Regions from separate parts of the Mus musculus genome. Here all the other regions are linked to region 2. A link is a contact called in public ChIA-PET and HiChIP or PLAC-seq data. All regions are on one chromosome and are shown on one strand. Each heading gives the region's core, a stretch centred on a gene start, on an enhancer-like site or on the middle of the called end of the contact. The rest is flanking DNA. Distances are from core to core; before and after follow the strand shown.

What was found. ChIA-PET counts read pairs in DNA pulled down with a chosen protein or histone mark. HiChIP or PLAC-seq counts read pairs in DNA pulled down with a chosen protein or histone mark.
Region 1: an RNA polymerase II ChIA-PET map of effector CD8 T cells shows a contact between it and region 2, with 154 read pairs. The contact joins the promoter of Mfsd6 here to the enhancer-like site in region 2. A contact is called at or near these places in 5 of 39 promoter capture datasets (3T3-L1-derived adipocytes, the HPC-7 cell line, liver and 2 more), 2 of 484 Hi-C or Micro-C datasets (female germline stem cells and liver), 4 of 115 datasets of contacts at active chromatin or transcription factors (the HPC-7 cell line, bone marrow-derived macrophages, effector CD8 T cells and 1 more) and 3 of 9 other capture datasets (adipose tissue, liver and pancreatic islet).
Region 3: a contact with region 2 is called in an H3K27ac HiChIP or PLAC-seq map of the HPC-7 cell line, with 6 times the contacts expected there. The contact joins two enhancer-like sites. A contact is called at or near these places in 1 of 115 datasets of contacts at active chromatin or transcription factors (the HPC-7 cell line) and 3 of 9 other capture datasets (adipose tissue, liver and pancreatic islet).

Annotation. Positions count from the first base shown.
Region 1 is chr1:52,724,501-52,729,311 of GRCm38.p6, forward strand. It overlaps Mfsd6 (major facilitator superfamily domain containing 6), which reads right to left and starts at 2,818. Exons shown (of 6, transcript NM_178081.4): 1 at 2,523-2,818.
Region 2 is chr1:52,796,348-52,801,087 of GRCm38.p6, forward strand. It overlaps Inpp1 (inositol polyphosphate-1-phosphatase), which reads right to left. Exons shown (of 6, transcript NM_008384.2): 2 at 2,938-3,189; 3 at 694-754. The coding sequence starts at 3,141. Among named protein-coding and RNA genes, the nearest start is that of Inpp1, 19 kb to the right of the region's middle. Within about 2 kb of position 3,229, at least 252 of the 459 cell types and tissues checked have an H3K27ac peak or open chromatin away from gene starts, as enhancers often do. A contact at or near this core is called in the HPC-7 cell line, adipose tissue, bone marrow-derived macrophages and 7 more, where this site is marked.
Region 3 is chr1:52,701,794-52,706,485 of GRCm38.p6, forward strand. The region is part of intron 2 of Mfsd6 (major facilitator superfamily domain containing 6); the gene reads right to left. Among named protein-coding and RNA genes, the nearest start is that of Mfsd6, 23 kb to the right of the region's middle. Within about 2 kb of position 1,453, at least 47 of the 459 cell types and tissues checked have an H3K27ac peak or open chromatin away from gene starts, as enhancers often do. A contact at or near this core is called in the HPC-7 cell line, where this site is marked.

The DNA of each region.
Region 1 (4,811 bases), core at 1,568-4,067, 72 kb before region 2:
GAAAGACATTCTGGCAGTCCAGCCTAGACTTAGTGGGAAACCTGGGCATCAAAGTGTCCTATAGGAAGCCCAGCAAGCCGCAGACTATGCCACAGCTACGACTGGAAAAGGGAACAGTCGGTCATCTGAGACTCCTGACTCTGCCCCACCCCTGACCCCTCTTACTTTCCAAAACAATAAACAACAACACAAATAAAACAAAACAACCTCACTGTATGTTCTGGTTAGGTGCAGTCAGTTTTCTCTTCAGTGATATTTTTTTTCCTTTCTCCTTTTCCCTTTTTAATTTATATAATAAAAGAACACACACTTTTCCAATTTTTTTAAACCTAAATCTAACTTTCTAAGGTCAAAAGAAAAATTACCCCAGTATTGGTCTAATACTCAACTCATATTTGGCACTTAGTTTTACATTTCTTGTAAGTTCAAAAATGTAAGAATAAATGGGTAAAAATATTATAAATCCTCTAATTTATATACATCATCAATATGTAGACGATTCTGCATGGAGAAATGCTAGCATGTGTAATGCACACATGTTGAAACAAAGTTAATTTTCAAAGGCAAGAAGCAAAGGAAAAGCTTCACTGTGGTGGAGAAGGGATAGGTCCCTATCTGGAGGAACCTTCTGGAAGCTTCCTGGGCTTGCTTTGGGGCCAGCGGGATAGGTCAATTCTAACTCCACCTCTTATTGAATATGTGGGTGGTCTAAGTTGCATAATTTCTCTGAGCTTCTTTTTCATGGTGCATAAAATTAGACATTGGTACAGGGATTTGGAAACTAGCTCCAGAATGGTGCCTTTAAAAACATAAGAATTCCAAAAGTGCCATATTACTATAAGATAATGCAGAAGTTTTATATATATATATACATATATATGTGTGTGTGTGTATTTTAACATATATATTATTTATATATAGACACACATGTACTATATATTATAATAGATATAAATATGTGCATATATGTATATGTGTGTATTATGTATATGTATGTATATATGTTGCATAGAATTGGTGATGACTCAATACCCAGACCACCAGACATGTACTGTTTTGTTTCTGTTTTAGTCTACCTTCTTGTTTTATATTTACCTTGATAGATAGCCTGGAAAACTGTAAAATATTTAATAGTTTTAATTCATTTTTTTAAAATTAGACCCCTTTTTCTTTCCAGATGTGTCTTGCATTGTAGTAACAATGTTTCAACCTTTTCCTAAGCAATTTTTTTTAATATTGTGAATTTTTACTCACAACCTGTGAAAAACGCCCAATCACCCTTACTCATCACCAATCAAATGAAAAAATCTTCCACATATGCTAATGACAAGTATTGGGTGTCAGAGCCAAGCTTCCCAATGCAAAGGATTTTATCCTCCTCCTTTTCTTCATAAGGGCATCAATAATGCATACACTTTTAGCTGGCTAGGGCCTGGTCTCAAGGAAGCAATGCTCTGTGCAGAACATGGACCTACCCAATGTTCTCTTTTACAGTGCTGCTGGTAGCACATAAACTGTATGCTGCCTACTTTCAACTACACCTAATATCACACACAATATCACACACAACTACACACAACATCGTGAACCTCCAGCAAGGTTAAAGGAGATTTGACTGGATTACTATCATCTTGTATCCATCTTTTTTCTCTGTGTGAGAAAACTGCAGCCTGGGATGATGTAACAACAACCAAAGGACACAAAACTACTTAGACACTGGTTGGGAGTTGAAACTTCAACTCCACAAGGTTATTTCTACGATGGATTGGCAGGTATTATATGTCCCAGTGGGTGTAGGCATGCTTATTAATTTTTTTTTTTTTTGATGAAAGGGAATGTTTGTGGTTTCGCAGGCGTGTGGGAGAATCAAAACGCACAGTGTGCCAGACTTAAGGGTGGTAATCCACGGGCAAGACCACGTGGGGAGGGGCAAAGGGAGGAGGAGGGGCTACATCTGAATCTTTCCTCTACCTGGTAGTCTCTGTGAAGCGAGGGACCCAAGCCTGAGTTGAAGCTCAGTGCTCAGCGCGCACGCACACCGTAGGACATTTCTCCTAAGGAGGTAGCAGCCCGGGAAGAGGTGTACCGCCCCCTGTATTTGTTTCCACGGGGGAGGCAGACAATGTCAGTTTCCTCCTGCTACACAGGGGGACACTGTCAAGGGCCATGAAGACAAGCTCGCCTCCCCCTCTCTCCCGGGGATGTTTACCTCCAAGGCGACGCCGGGACCGGACTCTGACAGGCTTGGGCCCGCGGGGCCCACCCGCGCCCCCCACCTTCTGCAGCAGCTGCGGGCGGGCGGCGGCCAAGGGCTCCCGGGCAGCGCCTTTGTTTTCCCGACTCCAATTACGTTTGCGGAAGTGCTGCGGGCGCGGGGGACGCCGCTGTCCTGCACCCCGAGATGACAGGCGGCACCCGGGAGGGCGGGATAGGCTCGGAGGCCCCGGGCCGGGGCGGCGCCCACCCCGCAGCAGGTGCACGGAGGAGGATCCGGGGCCCCGGGGCGGCGCCGACCCACTCACCTGGAGGCGCTCAGCTGCGCGAGGCGCGGGGAGCCCTGTCCCCGGGGTGCGGGGCGGCCGCTCGGGGCGCCGGGGCGGCGGCGGGCAGGCCAGAGCGCCGCATGTCGGTTGGGTGGCTAGCTCCTCTCCCGGGGGTGCGGCGGGCGCGACGGCTGGATGCAAGCCGGGTGGGGCGAGCGATGGCGCTGGCCCGGCGCAGTCCGGCGCAACCCCTCTGTCCGCTCCTCCTCGCCGCTTTGGTCCCAGGCCTGGCCTCGCTGCCGCCGCCTTCGCTCCCGACCGGCTGGACCCGTTTCAGGGCTGAGCTGGAGAACCGGGCGCCAGGTGCAGCGCTCCGCCTCCTGCGGCGGCGGATGCGTCCGCCGCCTCCTCTCGGCCTCCCGCCCTCTGGGGCCGCCCGGGGGACCCGGTATCCAGCCCCGGCTGCCGTGACATATTCTAAAGAGTGAAGAGGTGGGCGATGCCCCATCCCCGTTCCGCCACACCCCATTGCGCTCGGGCTGAGCGGTGTTTTACTCCCTAATCTCTGATGGGGTGTTGGAAAGAACTTGAAGCCCAAAGTAAATAACAACCTGGTCTAGGGGTGGTGACAGCCATCAGTTTTCCAGAACTTAATAGGTGCCACCCTCAAAGCTAACTCTGCTGATGAGATGCATGCTGTCTGGTTCTAGGCACAACCTTGGTAAACTGTCCTCGGGTGACCCCGCAGACAACAGCTAGGAGAAAGACAGTGCTCGCTCCAGGAGCTTCTGGAACCCAGACAGCATCTGAACATGGCACCTTAATGAAGAAGTGACCTGAGCACAGGTGTTACTCTAAGAATTAAGCTGTATCATTTGTTAAATTCAGATAGCAAGTAGATTGTATACAGGTTTGGTTTGACAAGGGTATGTGCGTGCCTGTGATGGGGAGCAGAGAATCCAGAGCCAGCAATAATGACAGCTAACATTTAGGAACATTCGTTTCTTACATGGGAAGCATTGTTTACATACCATTGAATCCTATAGATGTAAGCAATGTTAATCTATTGTTACAGCTACAAAACGAGACTGAAAGTTAACTAGGTTCAAAATTACAAACAAGTAGAAGAAAATCCAGGCTCTGCATCATAAGACATTACTAAAGAGCACTTTATAGGCCCTGACGCTTCAAATTGTGAAGCCCTTCTTTATGAAAAAGTATAAATATACAGTTGCTGGATGCTCAGCCCCCGTTTCCAGGGACAGTTTCTGCAGTCAATACGCCTTATTACAGACCACTTGAAATGTTGAGACGTGGAAGTTAAACAAAGACGGTATCTGCTAGCGTTTCAGAGGAAAATTATAAAGGTGATTTGTACAAAGGATGACATATCTGCTCTGGTGTGACCTGGAGACAGCTGGATCCCTCATTGTGTGGAAATGAAAAGCTCTTCAAGTTCCCAGTTGGGCTATCATGAAAGACAACATTCTCCTGATCTGTCCAGCCAGTACGGAAGTGAAAAAGAAAGCAAGCATTCTCCTGATCTGTCCATGCATTAAGGAAATGAGAGAGAGAGAGACAGAGAGAGAGAGAGAGAGAGAGAGAGAGAGAGAGAGAGAGAGAGAGAGAGAGAGAACAAAGTGCCTGAAGATCCTACTGTATCAAGTGTGAGAGGAGAGGTTTTGTAGGAAAAAGGACCTGGGAAGAGGGGCTAATGTTTGACCTACAGAAAGCAAACTGGCTTTGTAAGAGCAGGGATTCCCCACCCCCACCCCACAACCATAATGCTTTTAACTTATCAGTTTTTACAGTATCTCCTGGGTCTTATTTAAATTTCTTATAATTTTAAAAATAATATAAAAATCTCTTTAAAACATAAATATGCGTGAAGCAAACATGATCTGTCACTCAACACCATTGTCACATACACTTTTTTTACCCTTCTGTAGGGTCCAGTCTGTGTGATATGGGAAATTAGCCTCCAGATACATGGCCAGTTAGGCTGTCCCAGAGAACATTCCCCAGAAAGACTTGAAAAGATAGATGTTGAAATCACCTGGCAAGAAACCAGAGGGAAGGGCCAGGCTAACACTTACAGGATAGTTAAAGCAGGTGGAGTGTTTCATGAAAGACTCATAGTTGCCCAGTCTCAGCTGTACCATTCTTCCCAGCTGCCGCAAACCAGAGGTGAGGTTGCAGAAGAGGGACTGGTAACAGACAGTAGGTGGAAATCAGATATAGCATGTACGTGCTCTATGGTGCACAGAGGAGCAAGTCCCTGGTTAGTTATTGTTGAAGATCACATGTTGATGTGGTGAGTAGCTGTGG
Region 2 (4,740 bases), core at 1,979-4,478:
TTTTAGAAGTTTAAATAAGATTTCTGTCTTCTGAGAGTCATAGAAATGTATACTAAAAACTTGCTAGAAGCCAAGTGGGCAGTTCATGCCTGCAGTCTCTGCTACAAGCCTGGAAAACACAGCAGGGGGGTCACATCAAACAGAACAACAGAAAAATAAAATTAAAAACTTGTATGAAAGGAACCTTCTGGTAAAGCCAAGTACATTTACCAAGGTTCTGAGATGAAGTGCAGGGGCGACTGGAGCAACACCATGCATTAATCCAGGACTGAGGTATCTGCTACACTCAGTCAAGAGCTGTAGAGTCCAGGGGACCCCAAATGGACTTAAATTCCACCCAGACAATATCTTCTCAATCATGTAGATGAACATCTTTCTGGGGCACCAATGGACACATTAGATTGTCAAAAGGCTATAGAATTTTCCTAAAGGCTAAGTCACACTTACTAAGATGCTACACATTTAAATTTAGAATGATTCATGGGTTGCTGAATTATTCCAAGAAACCACCTTGCTTCTCTCTAACTTAAATGTCATGGTATTCTGAGGTAGAGTCTAAATAAAGCTCCGTACTTAAGCATGTTATGCTCTTTGTCCCAAAAGCTTCCTAGCATTAACTTATGTTATGGTCTGAGTTAGAGATTGGAATAATATGATAATTACTACATAACACAGTAAGATTCTTATACTTACCCAAATCATTTGTAAACTCATTGGATTCTTCTCCAAAAACTTTTTTCCCCAAGCCTGGAAACTGAATGAGTCAGAGTTTGACAAAAACAAAAACAAAAAATAAATAACATCAAAGCCCCCCACCCCTCCACAATCAGGTCCTAAGAGAGTTAGTTCCATAAGCAGAGTTAGATCTGAAACTCAAAAACACCCATTGCAGAAGTCAACTTGAACATGGAACTAAGTCAGCTTGATTCTGTGTTTAGTTTTCTAATATTTTTCTGCTCCTTTGCCAGGAAAGCGGCTGAGTCCTGGCTTCCTGATGTCCTTTGGGTACTTTGTCTGCATGTATGTCACACCAGAAGAGGGCATTGGATCCCATTAGATGATTATAATAATGTCACGTGGGTGCTTAGAATCTAACTCGGGTTCTCTGGAAGAGCAGCCAGTGCTCTTAACCACTAAGCCATCTCTCCAGTTCCTAAAATAATCTAAAGATGGAGAGAAGAGGCTGGAATTATTAGGTTTTAGAATTATATTAATATTAATTAGAATTATTATTATTGGAATTATTAGGTCTTAGGTTTTATTTCCATTTTCAGTTGCATCTCTGCACCTGTCAGGAATGTCATTACCTTTCAGGCTAGAAGATGACAGAAAAGAGAACAAGAAGAAAAAAGAAGAGAAATACTGTAGTAACCTGTGACCTAAGCATCAACACAGAGTGAACAGGGGACCAAATGAGGCTTTTGTCTCATCTCTGTGTCATGCTCAGATAAACACAGTTCATTCCTGACCCTGAGAAGACTCCCCCCACCCCACCCCCGCCCCCAAATACTGCTGACTGAGATGTTGCTGGTTTGGGGAAGGAGTTGCTTGACAGCCTTAAACTTGCCCATCCCAGAGGGTCAAACCACCAATGGCCACACCGCCTGCTACTCTTTTTTCTCTTTTGCAGAAGAGAACAGGCCTACAAGAGCTGGCAATCTGTCAGTTCCCCAGCCCCCACACCTGCTTACAGAGCTATTCAGAGGAATGCAGACAGAGGGGGCCTGAAATAGAAGTATCTAAAGCAGCTCAAATGGAAAGTATTTGTTTAATAAATTCTGGCATTACTTCATGAACAATTGCCTGGGCTTGTTCTATTGTTTAGAGGCACATATCAACCCATAAAATGTTGACATATATCCAGTCCAGTTGCCCAACCCGCCTTTGTATCCAAGGGTCTCCACTGGTAACAACAGAAAACAAGCTTCCTTCATTTAGCTCACCAAAGCCAGGTAGTAAAGGGCATGAAAAAATATATAGTCTATGGAGATTTTGTATAATTCATGTATTCTCTTCTCACACTGGTGGTCAAGATTTTACTGAATTCTACAGTAGTCCTCAGGTTTAAAAAGTTCAATAAAGATATTGAAGTGTTTTATATTATTTTCTATCATAAAGTTCCATCCTCCCAAATTTAAAAAAAAAAAAAAGAAGGTGGGGCGAGTTATATAAAAGACGACAGAATGCCCAGTGACACAGACTTAGAAACCATTTCCTATGTTGAAGAACTCAAGCTGTCATGCTGGGCAGCGTCAATTCAGGCAACTTACTCCAGCTCTCTGTGACAGCTTCATCCCAGTAGAACAATGGCTCTAACCTTACAGAATTCTTATAGGGGTAACAAAGTCAAGTCCATGCAGCCTCAGTGAGCACTGCTTGCTGGTGTTACTGCTACGACTCAAGAAGCCTGGCTTTTTCTAGCCATTTCCACACATAGAATCACAATCAGTGTTTGTCATGACCATATTTTTATAGTAGAATAAAGGGAGAGTTCGCCTAATTCCAAGCCCATAACCAAAGCAAAACATTAGATAAATGGTTTAGCTGAGAAGCCAAACACTGCTCTGAAATAAGTGGGTCAGAGCGTGGACACACAGAAGGAAGCGTCAGTGGCCCTCGGGAGCATGTAGCTCAGTGTGCTCTGGTGCAGAGAGCATATATTATTTATTAACAAGAAACCCATCAATAAGTAAGAGGGTCAATACCATATACTCAGGTTAGGAATCTGAGCACTCTCATCCTGTTTGCTTTTCTATACTTCAATGATTTCCTGCAAAGACCATTTTAATACTGTAATAAAAATAAGGCAAGGCTGCAAGGTGTTTGTTTGGACCTAAGAGAACATAAGAGTCAGTAAAAGGCCTGCTGTTTATTCTGAGGGAACCAGAGGAAGCACGGAGGCAGGTGTCCTGCAGCCACCGTGGCCTGACCTCTTACCTTGTTTTCCATGTTCTGTTTTATAACTTCCTGCACCAGCACATCCGCCAGGGTCTTGAAATCTGCAGCAAACTTCTTGTTCTTCTCTGCACCTTTCTTCTCCTCAATGAGCAGCTGGAAGAGGGTCTCCTGCTGCCTGCACGCCCTGGCGATGTTAGCAGCCTTCTCGGAGACACAGAGCAGCTCCAGGAGGATGTCTGACATTTCTAAAGCCTGCTTCTTTCTCAGCCTCACCCACCCTCTGGCTCACAGCTGCAAGAACACAAGAATATGAAAGAGAAAGCAGTTCAGGGATGATGTCAGGGCGTCTCTCCCACTAACACATAGCTGGCAGCAACCTGTCAGGGAAGCTGACCTGCTAGTGAGTCACCGCACATTTTCAGCGTGCAAGACTGCAGTTACAATCTAAAGATTGAAACAAACGTATTTCTCAAAAGTCTTGTAAACCAATTACACTCTTAAAGAAACTGAATGTTCAGTGAAAGAAAAAGAAAAAGCCTTGAATTAGAATTTATGTTACAGGGCCATAGCAAGACAGAGTGTCACGACGTCCGAGGAAAGGCAGATTGCTACAAGGTCCTTAATCATGACACAGCTTTATCTCAATTACATTGACGTAATTCTCTTCTCTGTGAGAATGGTGAGGGATGACAATCATGCTGCCAGATCCATGTGCTAAGTGGATGAGCAGCAGGCATTGTGTCTTCCAGACTCTGAGGCCGGTCTTGGGCAAGCACTATAAAGCAGCTCACAGCCAACTCCACTCAAACATTCCAGGGACATATTCCATCTGCCACCAAGTAGCAGCCTACACACCAAAGCAAGGGGACTTACACCTTGTTGGACTTGAGAAGTTCTGTCTTCTAAGAACCATGTAGTATGCCTACATCATTATTTCTATTCTTTATTTCTTCTCTCTCTCTCTCTCTCCCTCTCTCTCTCTCTCTCTCTTTCTTTCTTTCTTTCTAGACCTGGCTGTCCTGGAACTCATTCTGTAGACCAGGGTAGCCTGGAACTCAAAAGATTCGTCTGCGTCTGCCTCCCAAATGCTAGGGCTAAAGGTGTGTGCACCACACCTGGCTCCTATCTACTGGTGCTGCCTCAAAATGCTTCTGTGGTCCTCTTCCTGTTCAAAGCCTGAGTCGTTCTGCTTCCTCTGTCGTGAGATTACCCTGCCCTGTGTGACATACAGTTTGGAAACGGAAGCTTAGAGGGTTGAGCAACTTCTAAAAAAGGTTACACAAGACTAAAACATGGGGCTCAGAACTGCCCCCACACACCCCACATCAGGTTTCTTTATTATCACAACAGTTTCCTCTATGAAAAGAAGCTTGAGGCTGGGAACCACTCAGCTGTGAAAACACTGATGTGGGGGTGTGGCAAACTGTTAGAGCCTGCTTGTCTTAAGTCTGTTCAAAAAACAATTTTTTTTTCTTCCTGAGGAAATATGTTCCTCAACAGAAATAAAGGAAAGATGACCAACACGGAGAGATGTCCCTTGTCACAACTGCAGTTGCTTTACTGCCAGTGGTCGTCTCTGGAAGGCAGTAGTAGACAGGTGCTAACTCCCTGACACTGGAAACACACAGGCTTCCAGGGAGCTGCTGTCATAACTGTACCAAATCCCACCCAGGGCCCTCTTTCCTCAGTCAGTAACCTTAAGTCTTTCCCTAATCTCTGGTAAGAAAATAAGAGTTAAAATATCTTCATACAAGGTAGATTAAAATTATTTAAAGTAGCAAAGATGTTAAATAAACATGTTTTGTTTTGCTTTTGGGGCAGGTTCGCTCTCACGTTGTCAGA
Region 3 (4,692 bases), core at 203-2,702, 96 kb before region 2:
CTAGTTCAGCTTGTGCTAGCATAAACACAATGAAACTAGTGGCCTGGTTTATGAAACAGCCTTTCATAAACCAGGCCCCTGGCTCTTACAATGATACTGGAGGATGCTTGTAGGTCAACTCCTTCTGAATCCAGATGTGGAAAACAAGCTACATAAAGTCCATAGCACATCCCTAAAACACTATATGTTCTCAGTGTGCAGGTACTTATTGAAGCCAGAAGTCACAGACAAACATTTCAACACCATCATGGACTTGCAATGCTGTCTTGTAGAAAATTGTAATTGATATTTTAGCCTACAAGGTTTCCTTAGCAATCTTATCTATGTTTGTGGTTTAAACTGTCCCAAATCTTCACGCCTGCCCAAATTTATAGTAGTTAACTGTGTGCCTGACAGCTCCCTGTAGAATATTCCAACTTCAAATTAAACCCAACATTAAATCCAGGTCATTATGTTTCCCCTTTTCTCTCTCTTTTCTGGATTTCCTATTTCAGAGCTACCTGGACACATCAGGGTCTGTAACCTCCCTCTTACTGATCCAGTCCATCAGCTTCACCTTCCCAAAGTGTGTCTGTCAATTTCTGCTGCTACTTCTGCAGTTCAGACAGTTCCTGCCTCACACAGGGACTCTTTAAGAATGTTCTCTGTAGGCTCCAACTTCAGAATTGGCTATAGGCCACACTCTGTAGTGTAGTGACCACCTCATGTAAAAAATGAGATCTTGTTTGCATTGAACCTTGCTATGATTCCCATCTGCCACCAAAGAAAGGTCACACTGCTCATGCCAGCATTGGCTTGACCTTCAATAGCCTTTGTCTTTCCCAGCCCATTTAGCACACATTCCTTGCATCCAATTAATCTGAGGTTCTCAAGGCCCAGGTAATTATTCAAGTAAATTGCACAATTACCCTGACTATTTTAAATAATACAAACCAACAATTGATCATTTAGAGCACATAGGACATAATTGCAAACTTAATTATGTCATTTAGAACATTTTATTGTGATCAAATACTTTAATAACTGTTTCCTACTTATTAGCTTTCTGGGGGCTGGGAGGTGGTGTGCATAGGTGTGTGTGGAGGGCAGAGGACAGCTCAAAGGAATTGGTTTTCTCCTAAAGTGTGTTCTGGTGACTAAAGTTGGGTCATCAGGCCTGGTGGCAGACACCTGCTGAATCATCTTGTCAGCCCAGCAGGAAATGATTTTTTAAAAGAACTGCTGCTTTTCTAAATTAAAAGGGAAACAGAGGTTGTTAAAGGTCCACCATTGTCTTGCTTTTTAATCAAGAAGTGAGTTAGCCAGGCGTGGAGGCACACACGTTTAGTCCCAGCATTCAGGAGGCAGAGGCGGCAGATAAGTCTGAAGCCAGCCTGGTCTACACATAGAGTTCCAGGCTAGCTAGGGCAACACAGTGAAACTTTGTCTAGGTGGAAAAAAACAAGGAAGTTGTTGACTTCTATTCTATTTCATCACAGTGGCCGCCACTGTCGCCAGAATTCTTCCTAGGCTCTAGGATGCTCTATGAGTCATTATCTAACCAGGGAAACAGGCACCAATCTGTCTTATTCTGAGTACTTTAAGGGAGAAAATGGAGAAGCCTGAAACTGTGGTTACTGCAAGAAGCCTTTGAATGGCCAAGTGAAATAAACAGAGAAAACGTCCACACAGTAGATGGGCCCATAAGTTAGACACGCATGCTCCAGAGATGGTGTCTGATACAGTGAGTTGAAAACACCTAGTGCTCAGAGTACAGCAGTGGAATGACCTACTACAAGAGCAGTTTCCCTGAGTACCAATTACCACAGGTATGTGTGAGAAGTCCTGAAGGCAAGGAAAGGACCACTTAGAAGGATTAAGGAATAGAGGGCCATGCTACATATTCTGGAAAGGCAGAAAAATGCCCTGGATCTTTCCAGACTTTCTGTCAGCCATGCATCTCATTAGCCTAGCATTCTTAACCTTGGCTGCAGAGTGAAACCCTCTAGGGATTTTGGAAAATACACACCAGAGTCTGATGTCACTGATCTAGATGCAGCCTGGGTATGGGTAACTATAAAAGCCCTTTTAGGAGTCTGCTGGTGGAGGACCATAACATTAACTGAACTCTGCAGAAGACAGGGTGGCAGGTCCCAGGAAGCAGAGCCTTGGGAATCAGAGCCCTTCAGAGACATCAGATCCAGAAGCAGGAGATGGCACAAAGAGATGGGGAGAAACAAGGAAAAGTATGAGAAGCAAACAAGCAAATCTGGACACATAGAGAGAGGTCATATCTCCGTCTTCCAGGCTCAGTCTTCCTCATTAAGCATAGTGTGCTGTGTATTCTTTCCAGAATCCTCAGTCAGGTGCAGCTCTGCACTTCCTACCTGTCCTGGGTCTTCCTGCAGTCTTCCCCTCTGGAAGCCTGGAGCTCCTCCTGTTGTCTGCGTCATCTTTGCCAAACTACCTGGCTACCTATAGTACATAGCTAGTATATTAAGTGCATACATAAGTATCTAATATGTAGAAAACAATGGGTAATATTTTCTTCCCTCTAATATTACATGCCAGAACTGACCTTAAATATGAGAATTTTGGGACAAAGCGATTGAGTAGATTTTCATATATCCCTTAGAGTGGAACTAAATTTAACTAGAATAACATAAGTGGTAGCCAAATACTGAGGAACAATGGCTTATAAATTTATAATGACTTACTGAGATTTATTTTCGGTCACAACCTACTCATCACTCTTCAAGTGTTCATCAAGGTAAACATGCTCTTATGCTATCTTTAGAACTCCAGTAAACCATCCTTACATAAACAGGGTTAGAAATATACTTGCAGTAAATTCCAAAGTCTTATGATTTCAAATTAAAAAAAAAAAGACTCTTTTTTAGTGCAAACATTAAGAACCATCATATTTGCCTGGCAAAGTTACCTTACAAAGAAGGACAAAATCCAAGGCCAAGTCAGAAACTATTTATTCTGTGCCTATGTATGTTAGACTGTTGGAATTTTTCCTTGAAACACTGTGTACAATTGTGGGACTGTTTAATTACTGAGTGGTTCAAAAGTAGATAGTTTTTGAAAACGATTTTTTTTCTTGTGAAATGGTCTTCATTATGAAACTATCTAAACAATCTGTGAAAACAGTGGACTAGTGAGACAGATCCGTCATCATGAAATACTCGTCTTCCGAGCATGAGAACCTGTGTTCAATCCCCAGAACCCAGGTAAACAACCAGGCACATGCTTGTATTCCAGGAGTGGGGAGACAGACAGACAGATTCCTAGGCTCTCTATCCTGCTGGGCTAATTGGCAAATCCCAGACCAGAGGCAGATCCTGTTTTAAGAAAAATAAGGAGAGCCAGGCATGGTGACTGCCTCCTTTAATCCCACTACCCTTGAGGGAAAGACAGGTAGATTTATATGAGTTTGAGACCAGCCTGGTCTACATAAAGGCTTCCAAGCTAGCCAGAGCTACACAGAGAGATCTTACCCCAAACCCCACAGCAACCCCCAAAAGTAAAGAGAAAAGTAAAGGAAAAGAAAACCAAGGTGGAAAGTACCTAATATAGTCTCCACATGTATACACACATACATGCACACCACACATACATTGCACAATTTTTTTATGAAGACATAGTTGTAACTATATTAGGATATTTTCAATTTTTGTTTTTTGTCTTTTGTTTTTTCAAGACAAGGTTTCTCTGTATAGCCCTGGCTGTCCTGGAACTCACTTTGTAGATCAGGCTGGCCTCGAACTCAGAAATCCGCATGCCTCTATCTCCGGAGTGCTGGGATTAAAGGTGTGCACCACCACTGCCTGGCTTATTTTCAAATTTTTAACGTAGTATTAACTCCAGAAACTCTCAATAGGAACCAAACAACAAGATGCACAAAAATATACCAGGAGCTTAGATTTATGAATCTTTATAAAGTCTAAAATTCTTAGAAAGATAATTCTCTAGGCTTTATCTTGTACTGATATTTTTCCAACAAAAAGTTGAGTGGTCACCTTTACACATTTCAACTCTCATAGCTCAATAACCACCTGACTAGGCTTTCAAAGTTGATACCAAGAGAAACAGCTCTTTGTCTCTGAGTGCAAGTGTGGGCTTAATCATTTTGTAACTATTAGAATTCTTAAATTAGTAACATGTTTTGTGTATCTGTGTATGATGTGTGTGACTGTATGTTTGCGACTGCAGATGCACTCATGCTAGGCATGTGTGTGAAGTCAGAGGACTGCCTCAGGTGGCCATCCTCACCGTCTGCCTTGTTTGAGACAAGGTCTGTCTGTTGATTCCATGCTGTGTGTGACAGGCTAAGTTGGCCTGTGAACTCATCCCTCCTTCTACCTCGGACAGTGCTGGAATTTCAGACATACCACCACATCCAGATTACCTGTGGAGTCTTGCATCCCTCAAGACTCTTGCATCCCTCAAGAGTCAAATTAATATTTTAATGGACAGAATTTAAAAGCAAAATGGAGGAATAACCAACCTCAAATTGATGGAATCCTCAAAGCTCTCTTGAGAGCAACTATGAAACCCCAGAAGCCCCCTTCTTGATTACATCACTAAGCAGGAAAAGGGAGATGTTTTTGGTACATAAAACCAGGGAATTAATGTGAACTGTAGATTTCTAAGTAGTTACTAATATTGCTTAGAAAGAAAGACTACAAGTGTAAGCTCATTGAATTG